2 separate regions of the Mus musculus genome follow, and region 1 is linked to region 2. A link is a contact called in public HiChIP or PLAC-seq data. All regions are on one chromosome and are shown on one strand. Each heading gives the region's core, a stretch centred on a gene start, on an enhancer-like site or on the middle of the called end of the contact. The rest is flanking DNA. Distances are from core to core; before and after follow the strand shown.

What was found. HiChIP or PLAC-seq counts read pairs in DNA pulled down with a chosen protein or histone mark.
Region 1: a contact with region 2 is called in an H3K27ac HiChIP or PLAC-seq map of extraembryonic endoderm stem cells, with 6 times the contacts expected there. The contact joins two enhancer-like sites. A contact is called at or near these places in 1 of 39 promoter capture datasets (cranial neural crest), 1 of 115 datasets of contacts at active chromatin or transcription factors (extraembryonic endoderm stem cells) and 1 of 9 other capture datasets (embryonic stem cells).

What each region holds. Positions count from the first base shown.
Region 1 is chr15:39,820,039-39,825,436 of GRCm38.p6, reverse strand. It overlaps Dpys (dihydropyrimidinase), which reads left to right. Exons shown (of 10, transcript NM_001164466.1): 7 at 1,129-1,271. Among named protein-coding and RNA genes, the nearest start is that of Gm16291, 26 kb to the right of the region's middle. Within about 2 kb of position 4,081, at least 17 of the 459 cell types and tissues checked have an H3K27ac peak or open chromatin away from gene starts, as enhancers often do. A contact at or near this core is called in extraembryonic endoderm stem cells, where this site is marked.
Region 2 is chr15:39,028,967-39,034,106 of GRCm38.p6, reverse strand. It overlaps Fzd6 (frizzled class receptor 6), which reads right to left. Exons shown (of 7, transcript NM_001162494.1): 4 at 2,275-3,292; 5 at 109-257. Among named protein-coding and RNA genes, the nearest start is that of Gm7194, 11 kb to the left of the region's middle. Within about 2 kb of position 1,891, at least 6 of the 459 cell types and tissues checked have an H3K27ac peak or open chromatin away from gene starts, as enhancers often do. A contact at or near this core is called in extraembryonic endoderm stem cells, where this site is marked.

The sequences.
Region 1 (5,398 bases), core at 2,832-5,331, 790 kb before region 2:
TAATGCAAATTTCCTCCTTACACTTGTGCTATTACAGTAAATATATGAAAGATTTTCATAATCTATTCTAGTTCCCACTATATTTATATACGTCTTTAAATATGGTCTTTAAAATAATTGAGTATTCATCCAGTTGGAGACGGGATAGGGGGTGGGGAGGAGGTGTGGGATGTGAGCAGTCAGAGGGTGAATGGGGGGCGGGAATGGAATATGGAGTGTAAAAAATGAATTAATTAAAAAACTAATTGAGTATTTTCCAATAACATGCATGAAACTGTATAATTTTCTGAAACAGTAAAATGATTTACTTCTGGGACAACTAGAAATAATAAACAAATCTTTAAAGGCAGTCTTGTCATATACATATATAAGCCCTATAAAGATTCTATGTTAAAATTTTTTAAGCAGACTTTCCATGATTTATTGCTTCACATAAATTTAAATTATATAAAATTGTGCCTCTTGTGTTTATCTTTTATCTTGTAAAGGCACTGCCACATCATTTAAAAGCATCATCTTATGTCGACTATGTAGTGTTTTACCTAATATCCACCTGATCATCTCACAGAGTTAAGTCTGCAATACATGAAGTAGATAATAAATATTGTTATGGCAGTGAGAACTTTAAAGGGGAATGGAAAATGCCATTATCAGCTTGTAGCTATCGTATGTAGTAATCTTGGATGATTTGGGGACAGATGGGAAAGAAATAGTAGGGTTGTCTTTTACTCTGATAGGAGTTTTGGAAAGCAACCTTCAGGCTTCTGTACACCCTCATCTTTGTCAATGGTGCTGTGACTGGTTTATACTGCGCATGCACAGACGTAGTTCCTTTATGTAGGGAATGAGGTACAGTTCTTTTTTGTGTGTGGTTTTTCGAGACAGGGTTTCTCTGTGTAGCCTTGGCTGTCCTGGGACTCACTCTGTAGACCAGGCTGGCCTCGAACTTAGAAATCCGCCTGCCTCTGCCTCCCAAGTGCTGGGATTAAAGGCGTGTGCCACCACTGCCCGGCTATGAAGTACAGTTCTGTTTGGATTAATAGCTGTCCGTCCTTCACTTTTATCCTCAGAGGAGGGGTTAGTGTTTGATCATCATAACAAATGCATCTTCTTTCAATTGTTTTACAGCACAGTGGTAAAATGGATGAAAACAGGTTTGTGGCAGTTACCAGCACAAACGCAGCCAAAATCTTTAATCTTTATCCGAAAAAAGGAAGAATAGCTGTAGGCTCAGATGCTGACATTGTGATCTGGGACCCAGAAGCAACAAGGTAAGTCTGAGATTTTGTGTCACCAGGTTTTACCCTTGAAGAAAAGCATTTAAGTTGCAAAGCAATCTCACCTAGGCCTTTCCCAGCATGTGTGCTAGGTAATTTCCTTCTCTGTGCTCAGGAATTCTAAGCCTGTGCGGAAGATAAAGGTGTGGATCGACAAATGTTTCTTTGTTTTTCTTGGCACAGAGGATGCCAACATTGTGTAGGATGGATATGTATAGAAAACCAATATGAGTTTGCTATCCCTGTGCCTGGCAAAGGCCCGAATTCACATGGGGGGAAAGTGCAGAGCCCTGAAGAAAAGAAAAGGCTTAATTTGAAAAAGAACTGAATTGGAAACTCAAAATAATTACAGCCTTTTAAAAGCTTTTAGATAAAAAGATTCCAGCACAAAAGACATCACTTTTAGTTAGCCAAACTTTCCAGATGAACTCAGCCTCAGCCTGCTGTTCCCGTAGGCTTAAGCCCTTTCTTTTCAATTTCCATAATTCTATGTTAATATTGTGGGTCTGGCAAACTCCACCAATTCAAAAGAGCATTGATGGACGTTGAATTTCTGCTAGATTCTTCTTGTAGGATATGTCCCCAGCAGTGCTTGTTTGCTCATGTCCTTGGGGTAAACACTGCTAAGGAGGAAATTCTGCACACAAACATGTTGTGTGCACAGTGTGTGTACATGGAAATTTGATGGTCCTTCTGCCTTCACTATATGGGATTTATTCAAGGTCCAGTATGTTTGTTTCTATTGTAGTTAGCAAAAGTGCATAGTTTTTAGGAAGTGATATTGTTACACAGATACAGAAGTACCCTTGGGCCACCCTCTGGGAAAAAGATGGCCATTTGGAATTTGGAACATGAAGGATGCGCCTATGGCTGAGAGCCTAGAAACAGGCCCCAGATGGTCTTTTTGTGGTTGGCACTTTCCTCAGGACACTCACTGTCCCTACCTAGGGATCAGTTTGTGGGATTGGCAGGCCATTGGTCATGGCAGGTAGCCTTTGGCCAGCACTCCAGTGCATCACCTCATTGCTGCTGTAAAATTCACCGCCAAGCAGTAAAAAGCTGTGTGAGAGCCTCAAGTCAGGAGACATCCTGGGATCAGAGCCAGTCACAACCCGAGGCCTTTGTCCTTATATTGAGAGAGAAAGTTATGTTTAAAGACTCGATGCCTGATAAAGCTAATGTAAACAGACTTTCTACTAGTCTAGGAAGGATAATGTAGAACAACTGCTTGGCTTTACAGACTCCAGATGATCTGTGCTCCACTCTGTAAGTTCCACTCTGCAGGCTCTACCACTGTACAATGGTCCTCTTGGCGCAATGCAAGTAATTTAAGCCATTGCTCCAAGGCTGGAACCAGGTATATCTTTTCAAATATCTCGTGGCTTATGAAGATCACAGGGTATAATTAGAAAACCCAGAAATTCTCAAAGTTCCTCTCTCCTGGAGGGAATATGTGAAAAGCTGTAACTTGTGAGGCCTTCTGTTTGAGTCATGGGAATAATAATTAGTAACACTGTGGGCAAGTCAGTGGGGCAGAAAGTACTTTGTCTCTAAGATGGTGTTCATCAGGTAAGACCAAGAAAGCTAAATCTAAAGTAATGAGAAAACTGTAACTATGAACAAAATGGGCAAGAATTATACTTCATTTTTCCTGTTCTATTCTTATCCCATTGGGGTGGGGACTTTAATTCTATTCTGTGTTTTCCTGTATCAAAGTGGAAAGAAAATAAAAAACTCTATTGAACTACGGAACTCTCCAGTCTAGTTCTAACCCCAGGGAGAGCCCTGGGAGACTGGTTCCATGGTCCCTCCTCCTCCTCTTCCTCCTCTCCTTCAATTATTTATTTTCTAGTTTTTGCAACTCATTTCACTTTTTAATTGAAAGTAGATTTTGCCATATATATTCTAACTATGGTTTCATCTTCCCTAGCTCCTTCCAGATGCCTCCCCCTCCCGATTCTCCACCCACTCAGATCTACAGCCTTTCTTTCACTCTTTCATTAGGCTACAGCTATCTAAATAATGGCAATAAACTAACATAAGATAAAATAAAAGCAAAGAAGCTGGAATAGGAAGAAGAAAACAAACTAGCAGAAGAAAAAGAGCTTTAAAAAAAGCACAAGAAGCCGGGCGTGGTGGCGCACGCCTTTGATCCCAGCACTTGGGAGGCAGAGGCAGGCAGATTTCTGAGTTCGAGGCCAACCTGGTCTACAGAGTGAGTTCCAGGACAGCCAGGGCTATACAGAGAAACCCTGTCTCAAAATACCAAAAAAAAAAAAAAAAAAAAAAAAAAAAAAAAAAAAAAAACCAACCAACCAAACAAACAAACAAAAAACCAAAAAAACCCACAAGAAACATATACAGATACAGAGACATACACATTTGCACACACAAAATACAATATATGCAAATATGATATATGTAAGAGACCTGTAAGGGGGAGGGAGCAAGGAAGGAAGAAGAGAAGAAATGAAAGACAGAAGGAAAGATGGGTGGAAGGAAGAAAGGAAGGAAGAGTATGCCCACACAGAGCATTATGAGAGGAGGCACCTCTAAAAAAACGCTATTGAGTGGATTTGAGTTGCTGGGCTCTGCTTTTTAACCTTCCACCTGGGTGTCTCAGCAGGACCCACGGTGAGAGTCCTTGGCTGGTTTGAGTTCTGGGAATCACACCAGCTCAGGTACAAAGCGTTGTCTTTCTCAGACAACTGGACAAAGAGAAATGACCGGAATGCAAGGCTGTGAATAATTCACTCACTTCTTTCCCCACCCTCTGCTGCTTGGAGGGTATTTATAGGTTGTGATTATGTCTCCCTGAGTCATGCCCGAGGCTATACAAATTTAGATCACTTTCTCACAAGCTCCAGTTACTAATCTCTGTAACATTGTTTTGTCCCTCCTGTCCTCGTCACTTGCTTCAGAATGGTGCATAATGGTCCAGATGTGTAGTTATTTTTTTTTAAATGGTCTATATATTACTTAAGTTTCCTCCAGTTTAGTCCAAGAATAACTGACTTAAGGTCAAACTCATGCTTCTGTTCTCCATAGGCATCTTATTCATAATGTTAGGCATTTATTCAGTTGTTCATCTCTTTTATTTGTTCTTCACCTATCTTTTACATAACAACCATTCTTTATATAATAATGACTAAAAAAGTTAAATATTTGAAGTTGTTTTTGGTGAATATATGTATTCAGCCTTGTGAGAGCTAAGTCTTCATTACTATGACACATATGTGCTAGCACTACCAAGTCTTCCTGATCACTCCCCTGCTTTCAATCCAGTTCTGCTTATCATGACTATCCCAGTGCCCGAAGCAATGGAAAGCAACACAGGTTGGAAGATTACCATGAAGCAACTTATGTGGACATATTTTATAAGCTAAACTAATCCTGTTGATAGCCTTTGCTTTATGGAGGAAGCCCCATGGTCAAACCACAGCACTGCATACACTAGATGCAATGTTGCTGCATACACTAGATGCAATGTTGCTACATACACTAGATGCAATGTTGCTGCATACACTAGATACAGTGTTGCTGCATACACTAGATACAACGTTGCTGCATATACTAGATGCAATGTCCCATACCTGTAATTTCAGAATTTGGGAGTTAGAGGCAGGAGAATCAGAAATTCACGACTGTCTTTGGATACATAGTGAGTTTGAAAAGAGCTTGCTAGGAAACATGGTTTGGAAGGGGGCGGTTAAGATGCATTGCTATGATGACCTTATCCTTCTAGTTTGGCTGCTGTTGGGCTTTGCTGAGTATTTGCACTTGGTTATGCTCAGTTCCTTCCCCTGTGTTGAGCAGGCAGGCAAATACACAGGGATTCTGCTGTGCTGACTCCCACAGCCTCTCAGAAACCCACAGATCTTTCCACGTTCTCTGCTTTTGTTATCCCATTGAAGGCAGAAAAAATATTATCAAGCTAATGACCAGGCCCAGTCCTCTTTGGAACTTTTATTTGACATTTTAAATTCTGTGTGAATTTTTTCTCTCATACACCATACGAATTTTGCACTAACATGCAAAATTTGTAGACTATGGAGAAAAAAGAGAGGGGATTGTTGGAGAGGAGGCTTCATGGAATAAGGGATTGGATGATCATTTAAACA
Region 2 (5,140 bases), core at 642-3,141:
ATATCACAGAATATTTAATTGGTTTGGATTGTTATCATTCTAGGTGAAACATTAGCATTTCGATCTGTTTACTTTAAGACAATCATAAGATAACCAATCAGCTCTTACTCTCGCTTGCGGTTTCGCTTAAAGAACCCGGCCCATTCTGTGCACGTCTTTTTGCTTCCAACCCAGAAGACCGCAGAGATACCAACAATTAATGTCATCAGATATTTTATCATAAATAAAGCCAATTCTGGTCGAGCTTTTGGATTTGCCTACAAAAACAAAACAAATACTAACATACTTAAAATATAAAGAAAAATCTGCATTGTCAAAGTAAAGCTTGAACAAATTATACATTTTTAGTCTGTTTATTGCAAAAGGTTTGAAATAAGTTATATGAACAACAATTTTAAGTTCAATACATTTTTATGAAGTTCTGAACACGAAACTTCCATGTGTATCAAAATATGGCTGTTAACAGAAAAAAATACTTATGAGTGTTTTCAGAACCTTGGCATGATCTATTGCTCTTTCCTATTGATAGACTGTCCTCTCAGAATTGCGAAGATATTGGTCTGTGAGTATTTACTTATTTTTCTTTACTATAGTCTACATTTAAATATGTTTAGGGGCTACAAAAATGGCTCGGCAGTTAAGAGCAGTTGCTGCTCTTGCAGAGAATCCACGTTCAGTTCCTAGAACCTACACCGTGGATCACAGCTGTCTATAACTCCAGTTTAGAAGAACTGTCTGTGCTTTGTGGTACAAAGCTTACACGTGATGTATATACACACATGCTTGCAAACACTTACATGCACAAAAAGTAAAAATTAAAACATAAAAACAGTTAAACTCATATTTTATAATCTTTCTGCATTAATGCACATTATATTAAATTTTGATTGGCTACCACAAAACAAGTATTAGTAAGATGTAAAAGTATACAAATTTGATAAAAAGTAAAGTCACACTTTTGTTTAAAGCATGCTAGTCTTAATATATTTATTAAATAACAATATTTTCAAACATTATTGTAAGTGTTCAAATGTAAAAGTATTACACATATTGCACAGCTTTTTGTAACTACTACCCCTGGGAACCCCACCCACACCAGCACAGAGCAAGCTTTGCTTGAAGGTTTGTTTCTTTGTGAGTTCTAACTTACTCAACTAGCCCCTATTTAAACATATTTAGGTTAGTTCCCATGTAATTCCAACTGCTAATAATGTTGCAGTGTTCATCTCTATATCACTTAAATTGATTCTTCAGGAGGAGCTAAAAAAAAGAAATAGGGAGAGAGGGTAGGCAGAGGGAGAGGGAGGGTAGGGAGAGGGAGAGGGAGGGAGGGAGGGAGGGTAGGCAGAGGGAGAGGGAGGGAGGGAGGGAGGGAAGGTAGAGGGAGAGGGAGGGTAGGCAGAGGGAGAGGGAGGGAGGGAGGGAGGGAGAGATGGAGGGAGGGAGGGAGGGTAGGCAGAGGGAGAGGGTGCAGAAAGGAAAGCTGTCAGGTGTGCACCGTGCCATGCTACTGTTCTGCCACTCAGCTGCATCTCCAGCCAGATAAAATCTGTTTACTTTAATTAATTAATTTACTTGAGACCGAGTCTTGCTACATTCCCAGGCTGACTTTAAACTCAACAATCCTCTCCCTTGGCCTCCTAAGTATATAGGCACAATGCATACTGCTAAAATGTATTTTTTTTAATCCCCAAACTTTCATTTAAAAATTCAATGAAATTCTGTAACAAATTATATATTTTCAGGAATTTACAATTTTTAATCTAAAAACGCAGCCCCTTATAGTAATCCTCAGCCTCAGACACAGGGAACGTACTTTCTATTGTGTGTTCTTCTCAGTTAAGAATGGCAGGATGGGCTGGGCAAAAGGCAAAGTCTATTTTTAGATACACACACTGCACAAAAGGTTAAGCCCAAACATAGGGGTTTCCTACTAACCAAAGAGGTGGGGAAAAAAAAACCCTCTCCAATTCAGTAGATACTTTTTCTTTTCTTATGATGAGGCCTATTCTTCATAGTCTGCTTTTCATACACCGACTTAATTGTTGTTTTCACTTTAATGTTTGAAATATTTACAGGAGACTTGCTGTATTGTAACAGAGCTACTGCTTGAAGAAAGCACTCCTGGGCCAGTCCCCAGCCTGGCTACGACACCGGGGCTTACTCCCTGTGTCTGATAGCTCTCCTTAACTAAAGTCTACTTTTATGACCATGACAAGTGCACTTCTAGGAACATGAAGGTAAAGAGTGGCATATTCCAATGCTAGCACCTACCTGGTAAGGGCACGGGATGCGGTACTGGTGACAATGATCAGAGAACCATGTCATCTCCCAGGTGATCCTGTTCACTAGCTCATAGACATAGCAACCGAGAAGTGTCACTAAGGGCACAAGATACAGGCCACTGAAGACTCCGATGCGAATCATGAATTTCTTTAGCTTCTCTTGGTTCCGGCCATCATGCTGTATGACTTGTCGGACATGATTCAAGGAGATGATGCCGGCTAAGAGGAGAGACAGCCCAACAAATACGCAGAGGCACAGAGGCAGAAGGACGAAGTAGCGAGAGGCGTCCAGGTCATACAGGCCAACGAAGCAAACGCCGCTAATGTTGTCTCCTTCAACCTTATTCATAGCGAGCAGCATGACGGTCAGGAACCCGGGCGCCCCCCAGGCAACGGCATGGAACCACACTGCTTTTTGTTCAATAGCTTCGCAACTCCATTTTCTCCCGGCAGCTAAGAACCACGTAATGGTGAGAATCACCCACCACACGGTGCCAGCCATTGTAAAAAAATACAGAAACATAAATACCACACTGCAAGCCTTATTCTTTGACCCTAGGACAACGGTGTCCCCGAGCTCCAGCTTCTCGTCTGCCTTATTACAAGCCGTGCTATTGCCCAGCAAAAACCCCACGAAGTACATGAGAGAGACAATGCTGTAGCAGACAGAGTAATAGATAATTGGTCTCTCTGGGTATCTGAATCGTCTAACGTCAATTAAAAATGTAAGGAACGTGAACAGAGTTGCACAAAGACAAAATATTGAAACTATTCCTATGAAACTTTTGGCAAAGTCTAGTTCATCACTTTTAAAATACATATTGGGGCACGGAGGGGCACACTGTTCAATTCCCAGAAACCTATAGCCTTGGTCCCCGGAAGTCCTAAGGTGCTTTGGACACCAAAATCCAATGTCTCTTGGGACTTGATCTGATTTCTTCTGTGGCCCAGAAAGCTCTGTGTGTGGATGAGAAGTTACAGGAACAGTGTCATCACAGTGTGGCAATCTGTAAAGTTTACAAAAATTCAATGTCACGTCATCACTTTTTAAATTTTTAAAAAATATTTTCATTAATTCTTCGAGGATTTCACACATGCATACAATGTATTTTGATAATATTCCCCCTTCCCTTCACTCCTCTCAGATCTACTCCCCACTTTATTTTATCCTATGTTTCCAAGTATAAACCATGACTTTGCTGCATTCACAGATGTTGGGAGACATACATGCAAGGCTGAGTAGACATCTCTTGGGCTGGGTGAACATTAGAGACTGACTGGAAACTGTGCTGTTTATGAAGCCTCAGCTCACGAGAGAGAAAAAGGGAGAAAAGGGAGGGAGGGAGGGAGGAGTAAGAGCTGACCTTAGTACCACACACCTTGATCCCAGCACTTGGGAGGCAGAGGCAGGCTGATCTCTGTGAGCTGGAGACCAGCCTGGTCTACATAGTTAGTTCAAGGTTAGCCAGAGCTACATAGAGAGACCCTGTCTCCAAAGACAGAAAGATAGAAATATATTCCTGTAAAACGAAAACTCACGATCTTTTGGCTTTGTTTAAAAATGGTAACATGGTCAATTTCTGCTTAGGACCTTTAAATAAAGCAGTGTAGCAGCATGGACGGCCACGGCTTCTTTCCCATCTTCTTCTATTTTCTCTCTTCTCAGAAGCGTTAATTGCCAGAAATTTGGTTTTTATTCTCCTCAAGCATTGAAAGGTATTTTACTATATTATTTACTAGTCACAACCTTATATAGTAGTTTCACAGGCTCTGAACTTTATATAAATGAAGTCATGCCACTAATTTCTTTCTACTGATAACACTAGTTTTTCGTCTACGATTGACAGGTGTCAGTCAGCTGCATCAATTTCACTGTGTGATAGATAGCAGGTCAATGTGTGAGTGCTGACAGCTCCTCTGTGAAGGATGCTCACGTATTTTTCTACTTTAGAACACAAGGGGCCAGCAATGGCTCAGCAGGTACAGGCGCTTGCTGCCAAACCTAACAATCTAAGTTTGCTGTCTAGGCTCCTCATGGTGGAAGGAGAGAGCCAACACCCACAAGCTATCCCCTGACCGCCACACAAGTGCTGCAACATGCACACACCACCTGTCATAATGAATTTTTAAAAAGGACTAACCAACAATCTTGCTGGTGGCTCAGAATCTACTAGGAGTTTCTATAGATTTTTCCAGATTTAGGAGTAGGGGCATTTTCAATTTACCACATATTATTCCATTGTTTTGGATGATAGTTATGCATCTAACAGAATGTGTGAACTCTACAGAGAATACTTTCTTCAGCCTAGAGATAAAATACAAAAACAAAACCAAAAAACCAGTCTTCCCCAAGTTACTGTGTGAGGTTTCACTATATAAACAAAATATTTAAAATTCTAAGTCCCTAATGTCTAGAGAATAGGAAACAAAATATTAAAGTGCAAAGTTCAATGAACTGATGAAGACCATTTATAAGTTTACTGTGCTTAAGACCCTCTCCGGTGTGTCACTATGTAGACCAGGCTGGCCTAAACCTGATTCGTACCTCAGGCTGTCCTCCAACTTGGGATCCTCCCACCTTAGCCCTTAGTGCTAAGATAACATGTATGTACCACCATACCTGGCTTTCAAAATCTATTTTCTTACTATGAACTATAACTGCAATTGGTCAAACCTACAAAATATTAATCACATTAATCACATTTATTCACTGTCATAGAAAGGGCCAGGCAGAATAACTGAGGTGAAAAAAGTGTATTCCTGAGATTCTTATATATAATAAAGACAATTTTACCCTGCCCAAATATTACAGTAATACTGGTGTGAATTACAGGCAGATGTGAGCCACCCGGTGT